Linked DNA regions of Sus scrofa: regions 2 and 3 are each linked to region 1. Evidence: chromatin contacts called from public HiChIP or PLAC-seq data. All regions are on one chromosome and are shown on one strand. The core of a region is the stretch at or near the end of the contact, and the rest is flanking DNA. Distances in the headings are between cores, read along the strand shown. Region 1 overlaps CDKL3 (cyclin-dependent kinase-like 3). Region 2 holds the start of PCBD2 (pterin-4-alpha-carbinolamine dehydratase 2). Region 3 overlaps SEC24A (SEC24 homolog A, COPII coat complex component).

Evidence for each region. HiChIP or PLAC-seq counts read pairs in DNA pulled down with a chosen protein or histone mark.
Region 2: a contact with region 1 is called in an H3K27ac HiChIP or PLAC-seq map of alveolar macrophages. The contact joins the promoter of PCBD2 here to the enhancer-like site in region 1. A contact is called at or near these places in 1 of 5 promoter capture datasets (liver), 7 of 47 Hi-C or Micro-C datasets (alveolar macrophages, blood, embryonic fibroblasts and 4 more) and 2 of 2 datasets of contacts at active chromatin or transcription factors (alveolar macrophages and skeletal muscle).
Region 3: an H3K27ac HiChIP or PLAC-seq map of alveolar macrophages shows a contact between it and region 1. The contact joins two enhancer-like sites. A contact is called at or near these places in 2 of 47 Hi-C or Micro-C datasets (blood and epiblast stem cells) and 1 of 2 datasets of contacts at active chromatin or transcription factors (alveolar macrophages).

Annotation. Positions count from the first base shown.
Region 1 is chr2:136,592,012-136,596,007 of Sscrofa11.1, forward strand. It overlaps CDKL3 (cyclin-dependent kinase-like 3), which reads right to left. Exons shown (of 13, transcript XM_021084762.1): 10 at 3,061-3,154; 11 at 1-101. Among named protein-coding and RNA genes, the nearest start is that of CDKL3, 55 kb to the right of the region's middle. Within about 2 kb of position 2,365, at least 3 of the 83 cell types and tissues checked have an H3K27ac peak or open chromatin away from gene starts, as enhancers often do. A contact at or near this core is called in alveolar macrophages, where this site is marked.
Region 2 is chr2:137,081,140-137,085,135 of Sscrofa11.1, forward strand. PCBD2 (pterin-4-alpha-carbinolamine dehydratase 2) reads left to right here and starts at 1,781. Exons shown (of 4, transcript XM_021084778.1): 1 at 1,781-1,920. The coding sequence starts at 1,837.
Region 3 is chr2:136,912,523-136,916,518 of Sscrofa11.1, forward strand. SEC24A (SEC24 homolog A, COPII coat complex component) reads left to right here. Exons shown (of 23, transcript NM_001243924.1): 9 at 1,476-1,585; 10 at 3,380-3,492. Among named protein-coding and RNA genes, the nearest start is that of SEC24A, 30 kb to the left of the region's middle. Within about 2 kb of position 2,234, at least 3 of the 83 cell types and tissues checked have an H3K27ac peak or open chromatin away from gene starts, as enhancers often do. A contact at or near this core is called in alveolar macrophages, where this site is marked.

The DNA of each region.
Region 1 (3,996 bases), core at 1,115-3,614:
TTCCTTTCAAATCTGGAAAAATTCAGCTTCCTTTTGTTTCCATTTGCCATTTGGTCACTTGGACCTGTTCGATCATTAAATGCACTCTTCTCCATTTGGCTCTAAAAAAAAACCAAATAAACAAGAGTTAATTTGAAGAAAGATGTGTAACTACTTATTGAATGACAAGTCTAGAATTGCTAGCCATTTGGATGGTATAAAATAGGCATAAAAATGACAATCTTTGCAGGATTATTTTAATAATTAAGAAGTATAAGAGTAGAGTTCTCGTCGTGGTGCAGTGGTTAACAAATCCTACTAGGAACCATGGGGTTTCGGGTTCAATCCCTGGCCTCGCTCAGTGGGTGAAGGACCCAGCATTGCCATGAGCTGTGGTGTAGGTTGTAGATGTGGCTCGGATCCAGTGTTGCTGTGGCTCTGGCGTAGGCTGGTGGCTACAGCTCCGATTCAACCCCTAGCCTGGGAACCTCCATATGCCGCAGGAATCGGCCCTAGAAAAGGCACAAAGACAAAAAAAAAAAAATTTATAAGAGAATACCATCAAATATATAAATAGATCAAATGGCAATAAAAATTTTGTAAACTTTTTTTAGCATATTGGATATTCTGAGAAGAGTCCTTTTTTTTCTTTACTGCACCTATAGCATATGGAAGTTCCTGAGCTAGGGCTAGGGGCCAAATGAGAGCTGCAGCTGTGGCCTATGCCACAGCCACGGCAACATTGGATCCAAGCCAAATCTGCAACCTACCCCTGAGCCTGTGGCAATGCTGGATCCTTAATTCACTGAACGAGGTCAGGGATTGAAACTGCATCCTCGAAGAGACATCAGGTTCTTAACCCACTGAGCCATAACAGGAAACCACCCCTCTTCCAGAATAGTCTTGATCATGAGAACCACAATCTCAACTTTTATGTATTTATTTATTTTTCGCCATGGCATGCAGTCACTTCATGTGGGATCTCAGTTAACAGACCAGGGATTGAACCCAGGCTGCAGTGGTGAAAGTGCTAAATTCTAATCACTAAACCATCAGGGAATGCCCTTCAGCTTTTTAATTTTTGATCCTATTCATTCTGACTTTGGACAAATGGCTTCAGTTCATTTTATGAATAACTTATGTTTCTATCTACAAAATGATATGCTCTGAGGAGTTCCCAATGGGGCTCAGCAGGTTAAGAACCTGACATAGCTGACAAGAGGATGAGGGGTCGATCTCTGGCCTCACTCAGTGAGTTAAGGCATTGCCACAAGCCACAGTGTAGGTCTCAGATGTGGCTCAGATGTGGTGCTGCTGTGGCTATGGTGTAGGCCTGGAGCTGCAGCTGCCATTTGACCCCTGGCCCGGGGAATTTCCATATGCCGCAGGTGCAGTCAAAAAAAGAAAAAAACAAAAAACAAAAACGACGTGCTCTGGACACTAGGAAAACCCAAAGGGAAAAATTACTTGTGAGCCCAGCATTCTGGAAAAACTTTTGTGTTACCTGTTTTTGCTCATTTAACCAGAGGTGACAGAAACTTTCCTAGGTTAATGAACACTTTCACAACCCAATGTGTAGTACCCACTGTGTGGATATATTCTTAACGGAGATAACCCGTCACTTGCTCTTGGATGGATTTGTGTTGTTTTCAAGACTTTATTATTGCAAATAACACTTTCATTTTTTTTTTTTTTTTTCTTTTTAGGGCTGCACTAGCGGCACGTGGAGGTTCCCAGGCTAGGGAGTCTCATCAGAGCTATAGCTGCCGGCCTACGCCACAGCCACAGCCACAGCAATGCGGCATCTGAGCCGCATCTTCAACCTACACCACAGCCCATAGCAATGCTGGATCCTTAACCCACTGAGCGAGGCCAGGGATCGAACCCACAACCTCATGGTTCCTGGTTGGATTCGTTTCCGCTGTGCCACGATGGGAACTCCAACACTGTTTCGATTTTTAATTAACCTATTTTCCTATGTGAAAAAAAAGGAAATGGACTACATCGATTATTTTTTCCTTTTTTTTTTGGCCACACCTGCAGCATATGGAAGTGCCTGGGCCAGGGATCATGCTCATATCACGGCTGCAGCCCAAGCCATAGCAGTGACAATGCTGGATCCTGGCAGAGAAGTCACTACATTGATTATTTTATCTAGTGAGAAGTAAGAGGTATCTATTTGGCAACTGCTTTTTTTTTGGGGGGGGTAAGTTATTGAAAGCATAGATTCACAATGTAATAATTTCTGCTGTATAACAAAGATTCAGTGGCAATTTCTTTAATGTATAAAGATATTAAAATCATTTTTGGGAAGTAAAAAACCAGAAAGTCTTGTGACTCTTTTTTTTTTTTTTTGGCCACACCCACAGCATGTGGAAGATCCCGGAGCTGCGTCACAGCAGTGACCCAAGCTGCTGCAGTGACTATGTTGGATCCTTAACCTGCTGTACCACAAGAGAACTCCAAAAGTCCTGTGACTTTTAAAGGTAAAACCTTAACTTTTTCCCCCAAAATCACACATTAAAGATTCAAAGCAAGTTATAAGAAACTAATTAAAATTATGAAATCACTAAGGAATAGATACTTTAAAAAAATCACTAAGGAAATGCTGACGTATTTTTTTTACCTCAGAGGGAAAATAAACTAATAGCAAAATTTTTTAGGAGTTCCCGTCGTGGCGCAGTGGTTAACGAATCCGACTAGGAACCATGAGGTTGGGGCTTCGGTCCCTGCCCTTGCTTAGTGGGTTGACGATCCGGCGTTGCCGTGAGCTGTGGTGTGGGTTGCAGACGCGGCTCGGATCCTGCATTGTTGTGGCTCTGGCGTAGGCTGGCAGCTACAGTTCCGATTGGACCCCTAGCCTGGGAACCTCCATATGCCTCGAGAGCGGCCCAAGAAATGGCAAAAAGACAAAAAAAAAAAAAAAAAAAAAAAAAAAAAAAAGGAAAAAATTTTAAAATGTTAGGAAACAAAAGATTTTTAAAAAGTTAGAGCCCCATAGATAGAGAAAAGGACAAGAAGTGAGGGTGGGGTCGGGGATAATGTTGAGAGTATATTTTAATGATAAGCTTCTTGCCTTACTTGAGAGGGACCTGTATTCTCATGCTTGCTATTAGACATAACTTGTCCAACAAATTGTGAAGAAGTACGCCTCTTTTTTGCTCTTTCACTTAACCTATTATTCAAAAACAAATAAGAAGTTATTAGAACTCCCCGGAAGTGCTTCTGCTTTAGCTTCAATAATGGTAAGTTATTCCACAATAGTCTACTGTTGGAGCAATGAGCGCCGAAATGCAATGGTCAGTCTTTCAGCACTAATGGCTCTAAGTTAAAGAGGTGAAAACAGAGCAGAGCACACTCATTCATGGCTAACATCTGCGGTGACAACCATGTTGGAGGGTTACTCCAGCTGGCCTGCTTGGTCCCTTCTGTCTGTTCTGAACCTGGATTTCTTCACTACGGTTCATGAATTTCTGAGCTCTCTGACCAAGGCTAGTTTATAACTGTGGTTACTGTGATCATGGTTTGGTTCAGTCCAGAAAGACTGTCCACTTGCTGTCTATAGCCTGTTGCACCTTTGGACTGAGACAGACATGTCCCCTTGCCACCTCGAGAGACCACTAAGCTTCACAGCTTATAACCCACACCAGTCTGCTAGGACTGGCTTAGGATATCAAACCTAACCTCCTTCCCCATGGAGAGTCATAGTTTCCTTAAATTTAGAACTAACCCTGATGCCTTGCTAGACAGACCCAAGCTATCCATCACAATACCTTTGATTAATCAATCAGATAAATGGGACCAGTCACTCAATCTAAATCTAAAATTTGTCCAATATGTTTGTTTTCTTCCCAAATATTTGACCTTGAAAAGCTCTTTGACTATACAAGATTATTTTCAATTATCCTTTCTCCATTTAGGCTATTTGCTATTGATATAAAAATAAAGCTTACTTTGTTACATGATGGCACATCAGCACCAAAACTGAGGTAATATTACATTTTTCTCTTCAAATGG
Region 2 (3,996 bases), core at 531-3,030, 490 kb after region 1:
TGTGTGAAGCAGGGAAGGATTTTCTCACACAAGCCTGGCACAGGCTGTTTGGGCTCTTTTTGGGTAAGGAAGTGTTCCAGGCCCAAGGCTTATTCTTAGGTGGCGAAGCAAGACCTGAAAGACTGAGCTGGAGACTGCCTTTCTGACAGGGTCCACTACAGAGGATGTGCCCAGTCAGTCTTTGCTAGGACTTAAATCTGAGGACAGAGCATTCACAGCCCCTCTCGGTGGGTGTCACTCCGCCAGGGCCCTGAGTAGCATCCTGCTGCTGCTCTCAGGACAGATCTTAGATGCCACAGTTTCATACAGGGGTGTCAGGGAAGGAAACTGATGAGGGGGGTCTCTTGTTACTTCACAATTACCAGGTCATTTTTCAGTTTTCACTGTAATAAGCAAGTTTGTAAGGCATTTTTCATGCTCCTAAACTCCCAGTGTGAGGCATCAGGCAAAGGAAACCCAAATGTCTCAGACCCTCGAGACCAGTGACATTTGATTACGGTCTGTAGAAAGATTCCTCTGTTGTGTTTTCATCAAGTGGCCAAAAAGGGAAGAAGAGGGATTAGGTCATAAGTCCGTATTTCAGATTATTTTAGGTTAAAAAAAAAACTAGTTAAAAAGAAGTTACAAGTGAGTATACTGAAAACCACTGAATTGTACATTTTATTTATTTTTTAGGGCCGCACCTGTGGCACATGCGAGTTCCCAGGCTAGGGGTCCAGTAGGAGCTGTAACTCCCAGCCTACACCACAGCCACAGTACTGTGGGATCTGAGACCCATGTGTCACCTACACCACAGCTCACAGCAATCCCAGATCCTTCACCCGCTGGCCAGGAGAGGTCAGGGATCAAACCCGAGTCCTCATCCTCATGGATACCAGTTGGGTTAGTTACACCTGAGGCAGGAGAAGAACTCCCGAATTGTACATTTTAGAGGGTGAACCTTACGGCAAGTGATTTACATCGCAAGGAAAAAGGCAAAAAAAAAAAAAAAAAAAAAAAAAAGGAATGATAAGAGAATTAAGATACTAATACACATGTAAAAGAATACCTAGTTTGTAAAAAGAAAAAAGATATAAAAAAGTCTATCCACGTGTATCTCCGGCGTCTCTACCGTGCACTGTGCGCCTGCAGCCCTTTACAGAGCACCTTGAGCCTGACTTTCCCAAGTATTTCATCCGGACAGACAGATGGGCCAGTGTGCCCAGGATCTTGGCAACGAAATAGTGACAGAGCAGAGCTTACATTCGAACCTGCAGCTCCCTGACTTATAAGGGCCCGACCTGGATCACTAGGGTTCACTGCTCCCCAACTGCGAACAGAGTGGAGCGGTCCCCCAGAACCCCTTACCCCGCCCACCCCACAGCTCCTCTGCCCCTGCCTGCGCCATCCTCCTGCCCGCGCCATCTGTTCGCTCCATCGCCCAGAAGGAGCCCAGGGCAGTCAGGCCGTCAGCGAGGCTGCGACACCCCCAGCCCCAGACGCCGAAGACAGAGAACGTGCAGTGCACGCTCAGCGCCAGCCCGCCTGCCTCCCCGGCACAGGCAGGAAACGCGGCACCTGGGCACGACTCGAAAGGCCAGCGGAGCGGGGTCTGACAGCGCCCGGGGCTGCGGGGGCCTGCGGGGGCCTGCGGCCCCGCGCCCTCCCGGCTGCCGGCAGAGCTGCCGGCCATCGAAGCTTCCGGGGGCCTTCCGGGGCCGGACCGCGCCTGGGCCTGCGCGGCGGGGCCGGGCTGGGCGGGAGCTGCCCCCGCGGCTCCTGGCTCCGGGCCGGCCCGCGGAGCGGCGGCCGGGGCGGCGGGCAGGCAGCGCGCCGGGCAGCCCTGGGCCGGAGGCTATGGCGGCTGCGCTGGGGGTGCGCGGGGCGACGCGGGGCTGGTTCGCGGCGCTGCGGGGTCGACGCCAGAGCCTCGCAGCTATGGTGAGTGCGGAGAGCCCGCGGGGTCGCGGGAGGGCGAGGCGCCGCCGTGCCGGCCGAGGGGCGGAGGGACCCGAGCCGACCCCGAAGCGGGCCCGGCCTTCGGGCTCGGACTTTGGGGAGTCACATTCGGGTACCCGGCACGGTCGGAAGCGCTGGTCCGAGACATGGGTGGCCGCAGCATCTTAGTTTTCCTTTGGCTTAAAAATCCCGTCGTCGTCTACCAAATTGCCAACCGGAAAACAACCGAGGCCGACTTTCATTAGAAAAGAAAAAAGTAAACATGAAAAGCAGTTGCGAAAGTATTTCACCATTAGGGTTTCTTGATGAGACTCCAGTTGCCGTTCGGTCCTCTAGACTGTGCGCTCGGAGAGAGCGGGCGCCGTCTCGCTCTCGGCTCGCTCGCTGTAAACAGCGGGACTGAATGTGGAACGAATTCATTTCTCTTGGTGTTAATTTTTTTTAAAGGAATTACTATTGAATTACCTTTTTGGTGGCACATTGCCTCTTAATTCCTTTTCTGAGGGGCATCCTGTCAGTTTCCCTGCTTTGGAAATTAACAGATTGGGGGGTAAATTAACTGGAGGGAAAGTTTTAACTTGCAGCACCACCTAGTGGGAAAAAGTTGCGTGAAACTCACCTTTTCATTTTCTTTAATTGCTTGTGGGGGCCCATTTGGCAGTTTGAAATCCTTTAATAGAAGAAATTAAAAATAACTCGATGATGGGAAAGATGGGCACTCTGCTTCTTGGCCACTAAGGCGAGGACGCAGGTGGAGTGCTCACTGTCACCTAGGCGTGTCCCAAGGCATGCCTCTACCTAGGGTGCTTGGTGATCCAGTAAAACTGTGGGGTTTGGAGAGGAATGAATAAACGGACGGGATTGGAGTGGTTGCCACGTGCCGGGCTCTCTGTTGGGTGCCTTCACACTCAAGAGCTCTTTTAAGCCTTTCAGGAATTTTGGCAGGTGGCTGTGGTAATATCCCCACTGTAGAGCGCTGCTCATCAGAGAGGCGAAGTGATTTATTCAGCACCCACAGCTGGAAGTAACAAAGCTAGATTTCGAATCAAGATGACTCTCCAGGAGTTCCAGTTTGGCTCAAAGGAAACGAATCTGACTAGTATCCACGAGGAGGCAGGTGGGATCCCTCACCTCCTCAGTGGGTAAGGATCTGGCTTTGCTGTGAACTGTGGTGTAGGTCAAAGACGTGGCTCGGATCTGGCATTGCTGTGGCTGTGGTGTAGGCTGGCGGCTATAGCTCCCATTTGACCCCTAGCCTGGGAACCTCCATATGCCTTGGGTGCGGCCCTTAAAAAAAAAAAAAAAGAAAAGAAAAAGATTACTCTTCAGATCCTGTGCTTTCTCCATCCCTCCCAAAGGGGGAAAAAAAATTCAAGTCCACCGCAAAGGGTTCTACAGAGGGTATGTCCCCAAGAGAACCGTTTGTGTTACGTAGGTGACATGACTCCATTTCAGCCCCAGACCTGATCCCTGTGGCTGTGGTGAGCGCAGAGTGCATGTCACCGACCTCACTGGGCTGTGGGTGGTGGAGCGAGCAGAAAAAATCGGCTCAGGGTGGGCTCCGCAGACCCCAGGCGACTGCTGCGTTACCCACAGCATGGTTGAGAGTTTTCTTTTGCAGCTATTCAATAATAATTCCCTTTCTTTTCCAAAACGACTCTGCATTGACCTAAAATATTTAAATATTCAGTTACAATTTTAGATTATTTCCTAGAGGGGGTCTGCGTGTGAAAATTTTCAGAGCTATTGCTGTGAAACTAATGAATACTTTGGTTCTGAATAGTGTATTTTTTCCCTTTTTTTGGAGTTTCGTGGACGTTTAGTTGATTGGCAATGTTGGGATCATGCCTGGTGTACAGCGCAGTGATCCAGTCAGACCCACACTCGAGTCCATTCTCTCTCAGATTCTTTCCCCACGTCGATGATCGCAAACTATTGCGTAGAGGTCCCTGTGCTGAACAGCAGGTCCCTGTGAGTCCGTCATCCCATATACCTCAGTGTACATGGGCCAGTCCCAAACCCCCATCTGTCCCTCCCCTGCCCCACCTGCCCCCTTTG
Region 3 (3,996 bases), core at 984-3,483, 320 kb after region 1:
ACACTGAAAATTAGGTCTCTGTTTAGAAGGAAATTTTATTAAGTATTGGGAAATAGAGGAACGGGAGAGATTTTTTTAAAGATCAATTTTATTGTTTGAGGTTTTTTTTTTTTTTTTAAAAGAGTAGAGGAGTTCCTGTTGTGGCACACTGGAAACGAATCTGACTAGGAACTACGAGGTTGTGGGTTCGATCCCTGGCCTCGCTCGGTGGGTTAAGGATCTGGCACTACCATGAGCTGTGGTGTAGGTCGCAGACATGGCTCGGATCTGGCATTGTTGTGGCTGCGGCGTAGGCCAGCAGCTGTAGCTCTGATTAGACCCCTAGCCTGGGATCCTCCATATGCTGCGGGTGTAGCCCTAAAATGCAAACAAAACAAAACAAAAAAAACAGTAGAGGAAAGTGAGGATAGAAAAAGAACTTACTTTTTTACTCTATAATTCAGAAATACAGGAGTTCCCATTATGGCGCAGTGGTTAACGAATCCGACTAGGAACCATGAGGTTGCGGGTTCGAGCCCTGCCCTTGCTCAGTGGGTTAAGGATCCGGCATTGCCGTGAGCTATAGTCTAGGTTGCAGATGCGGCTCGGATCCCGCGTTGCTGTGGCTCTGGCCTAGGCTGGCAGCTCCAGCTCCGATTTGACCCCTAGCCTGGGAACCTCCATATGCCGCAGGAGCGGCCCAAGAAATGGCAAAAAGACAAAATAAATAAATAATTCAGAAATATATGTATATGTATAGTGTTTAGTATACTTTAAAATCTTAGGTGTATGTGCTTCAACGTGTGAAGTTAAATTATAATAAACATTGAAGTCACTTTCATGTGTACCCCAGACCATTTCATGAACTATAGCATAACCTTTAGCATATATAGCAATGTGAATTTTTAAATGGTCACTAACCAGGAAGACAGCTGCTGTGGTAACTAAGTTAGAAATATTCTATGCGCACCAGTGTTTTATGAGCATTAAGCAACTGATGTTCAGTAGAGGTCTTACCAGTTATTGAATCTCACCACACCCTTAGGCTTTAACCTTTGAAGTGTTTCTGCAGTAGCTTTCTAGGGGCAACCAGAGTCTGTATACCTTTCATACATCAAATGTTAATATCCTTGTACTCTTGTGAAATTTAAGACAAAATGTAGTCTTGCATTTGGGAAAATAATTGGATTTAAAGAGTTTTCATCATCCTTTCAAACTGTTTCAGGAAAACTGTTTTCTAAGAATTAAGAGAAAGAGAATATTAGAAGATAGGGAAAGGAAAATCATAGTGATTGTGGTTGTAAGAGCAAAACATACTTAGTGCCATTCAGTATGGAGATGAATTGAATGGAACTCAAAAACAAAGTGTTTTAGCTCCTAATATTTAGTCTATATTGAATTATTTATAAATCCCTAAATTAAGAAAATAGCTAAATGCAAACTGTATTAAACTCAATCCTTTCAGTTTTCTCATTATTTTTTGTTCACTTGCATAGTTCCTGAAGAATTCATGTACAACCCTTTGACCAGAGTCTATGGAGAACCTCACAGAAGACCTGAAGTTCAGAATGCTACTATTGAGTTTATGGCTCCTTCAGAATACATGGTAAACTTTCATTTTTTAATAACATAAATATTTCTTAATACAGGGTTTCATATAAAACAATATAGTCTCCTTTAACAAAATTTTGTATTTTTAAACGCATAAAAGTTATCCTTGTTCATTATAAAAGTATGAAAGGGTAAGTTTGGAAAGTTAAAGTGGGGAGTTCCTGCTGTGGCACAGGGGACTAAGAATCCTGAGTTGCCGCAGCTGTGGCTCAGATTCAACCCCTGGCCTAGAAACTTCCATAGACTGCAGGTGTGGCCAAAAAGTAAAAGTGTAGGAGTTCCTGTTGTGGCTCAGCAGTTAGTGAACCGGAGTAGCATCCATGAGGAGTCGGGTTTGATCCCTGGCCTTGCTCAGTGGGTTAAGGTTCTGGCGTTGCTGTGAGCTGTGGTGTAAGTCACAGACTCGGCTCAGATCCAGTGTTGCTGTGGCTGTGGCTCAGGCCAGTGGCTCTAGCTCCTGTTGGACCTCTAGCCTGGGAACCTCTATACGCTGTGGGTGCAGCCCTAAAAAGACAGAAAAAGAAAAAAAGTTAAAGATGTATGTGAAGTTCCACTTAATGTTTTTTGTGCATCTATTTTGAAATTTGCAATATAGTATTGCAAAGGAATTCCCTGGTGGCCTAGTGGTTAAGGATCTGGCATTGTCACCACTGTGACTCAGGCCATTGCTGTGGTGCAGATCTGACCCCTGGCCTGCTAACTTCCACGTATTGTGTGTGGCCAAAAAAATATTTGGATCCTATTTATTTTCAGGTCACTTCCAGTTTTCTTCTTTTTTAATTTTTCTTTTCTTTTTTCTTTTTTTGGGGGGTCTTTTTACCTTTTCTAGGGCCGCTCCCATGGCATATGGAGGTTCCCAGGCTAGGGGTCTAATCAGGGCTGTAGCCACAGCAGTGCGGGATCTGAGCTGCGTCTGCGACCTACACCACAGCTCACCCCAACGCCGGATCCTTAATCCACTGAGCAAAGCCAAGGATCGAACCCGCAATCTGTGGCTTGGATCTGATCCTTGTCCCGGGAATTGTGTATGCCGGAGGTAGCCAAAATGAAAAAAAAATATGTTCAGGCTAACTTGATTTGTCATTTTCAGAACTGTAATTTCCTTAAATTGTGAAATATAATGTGTACATAAAACATAAATATGTAGGTTGCCACATAATGCTAACACCTGTGTTAGCATCACCCAGGTCAAGAAACTGGACATTGCTGATGCTCCCAAAAACCTTTTTCTGATCATAATTCTTTCCCTTCCTGTCCTAGAAAAAACGCTCTTCTGACCTATGACAGTCATATTCTCATTTATCTTTTTCTAAGTATGCATCTGAAAATAATATAGTTTTGCTTAATTTTAAACTACTTTCTATATTATTTTCTTAATCTGTTATTATTACTGTCTCCACTTAATTTGTAAACAGTACCTGTTTTTTTTGTTTCTTGTTTTTTCGTCTTTATTTACCTTTTCTAGGGCTAATCCCGTGGCATATGGAGGTTCCCAGGCTAGGGGTCTAATCAGAGCCGTAACCGCTGGCCTAAGCCACAGCCACAGCAATGCAGGATCCGAGCCGCGTCTGCAACCTACACCACAGCTCACGGCAATGCCAGATCCTTAACCCACTGAGCAAGGCCAGGGATCGAACCCCCAACCTCTTGGTTCCTAGTTGTATTCGTTTCCGCTGCGCCACAGTGGGAACTCCAGCCGTACCTGTTTTGCTGTGTGTAGACGTGACAGATAGTAAGTTTAAATTTAATCCCATTAACTGTGTTTAATGTGATCATTTTCTTCCTACAGTTACGGCCACCTCAGCCTCCAGTGTACCTCTTTGTATTTGACGTGTCTCACAATGCAGTTGAAACTGGATACTTGAATTCAGTTTGCCAGAGTTTGTTAGACAATCTGGATTTGTAAGTATCTTAATACAAGTTAAATTAGAAGCTAAGTTTTTGTAAAATGAACAAGCAGTTTCAAAATAGACTTTTAAAAAAAACATGCAATTAAGTTCTAAAAGATCACTTAAATCACTGGTTAACTTTATACCTCACTGTCTCTGAGAAATATTATTTTAACTTTCTGCTATGGAAAAATTTCAAACATAGTAAACAGAAAGAGTGCAATGAATTTCCAGGTACCCATCCCTCAACTTCAGTATTTTTAGCATTCAGCTATTCTTGCTTCATCTGATCTTGCCTCTACTTCCCACTTTTTCCACTAGAGTATTTTAGTGTAAATCTCAATTAGCACGTCATTTTACCTAAAAATACTTGGAATTGTTTTTAGGCCTAAAATGAGTATCACATCAAACAAAATTAGGAATAATTCCATACTGTGATCTAATACCCAGTTCAGCTGTTTTTGTTCCTCACTGTCTCAAGAATGTGTTTTTAGGGAGTTCCCGTTGTGGCTCAGTG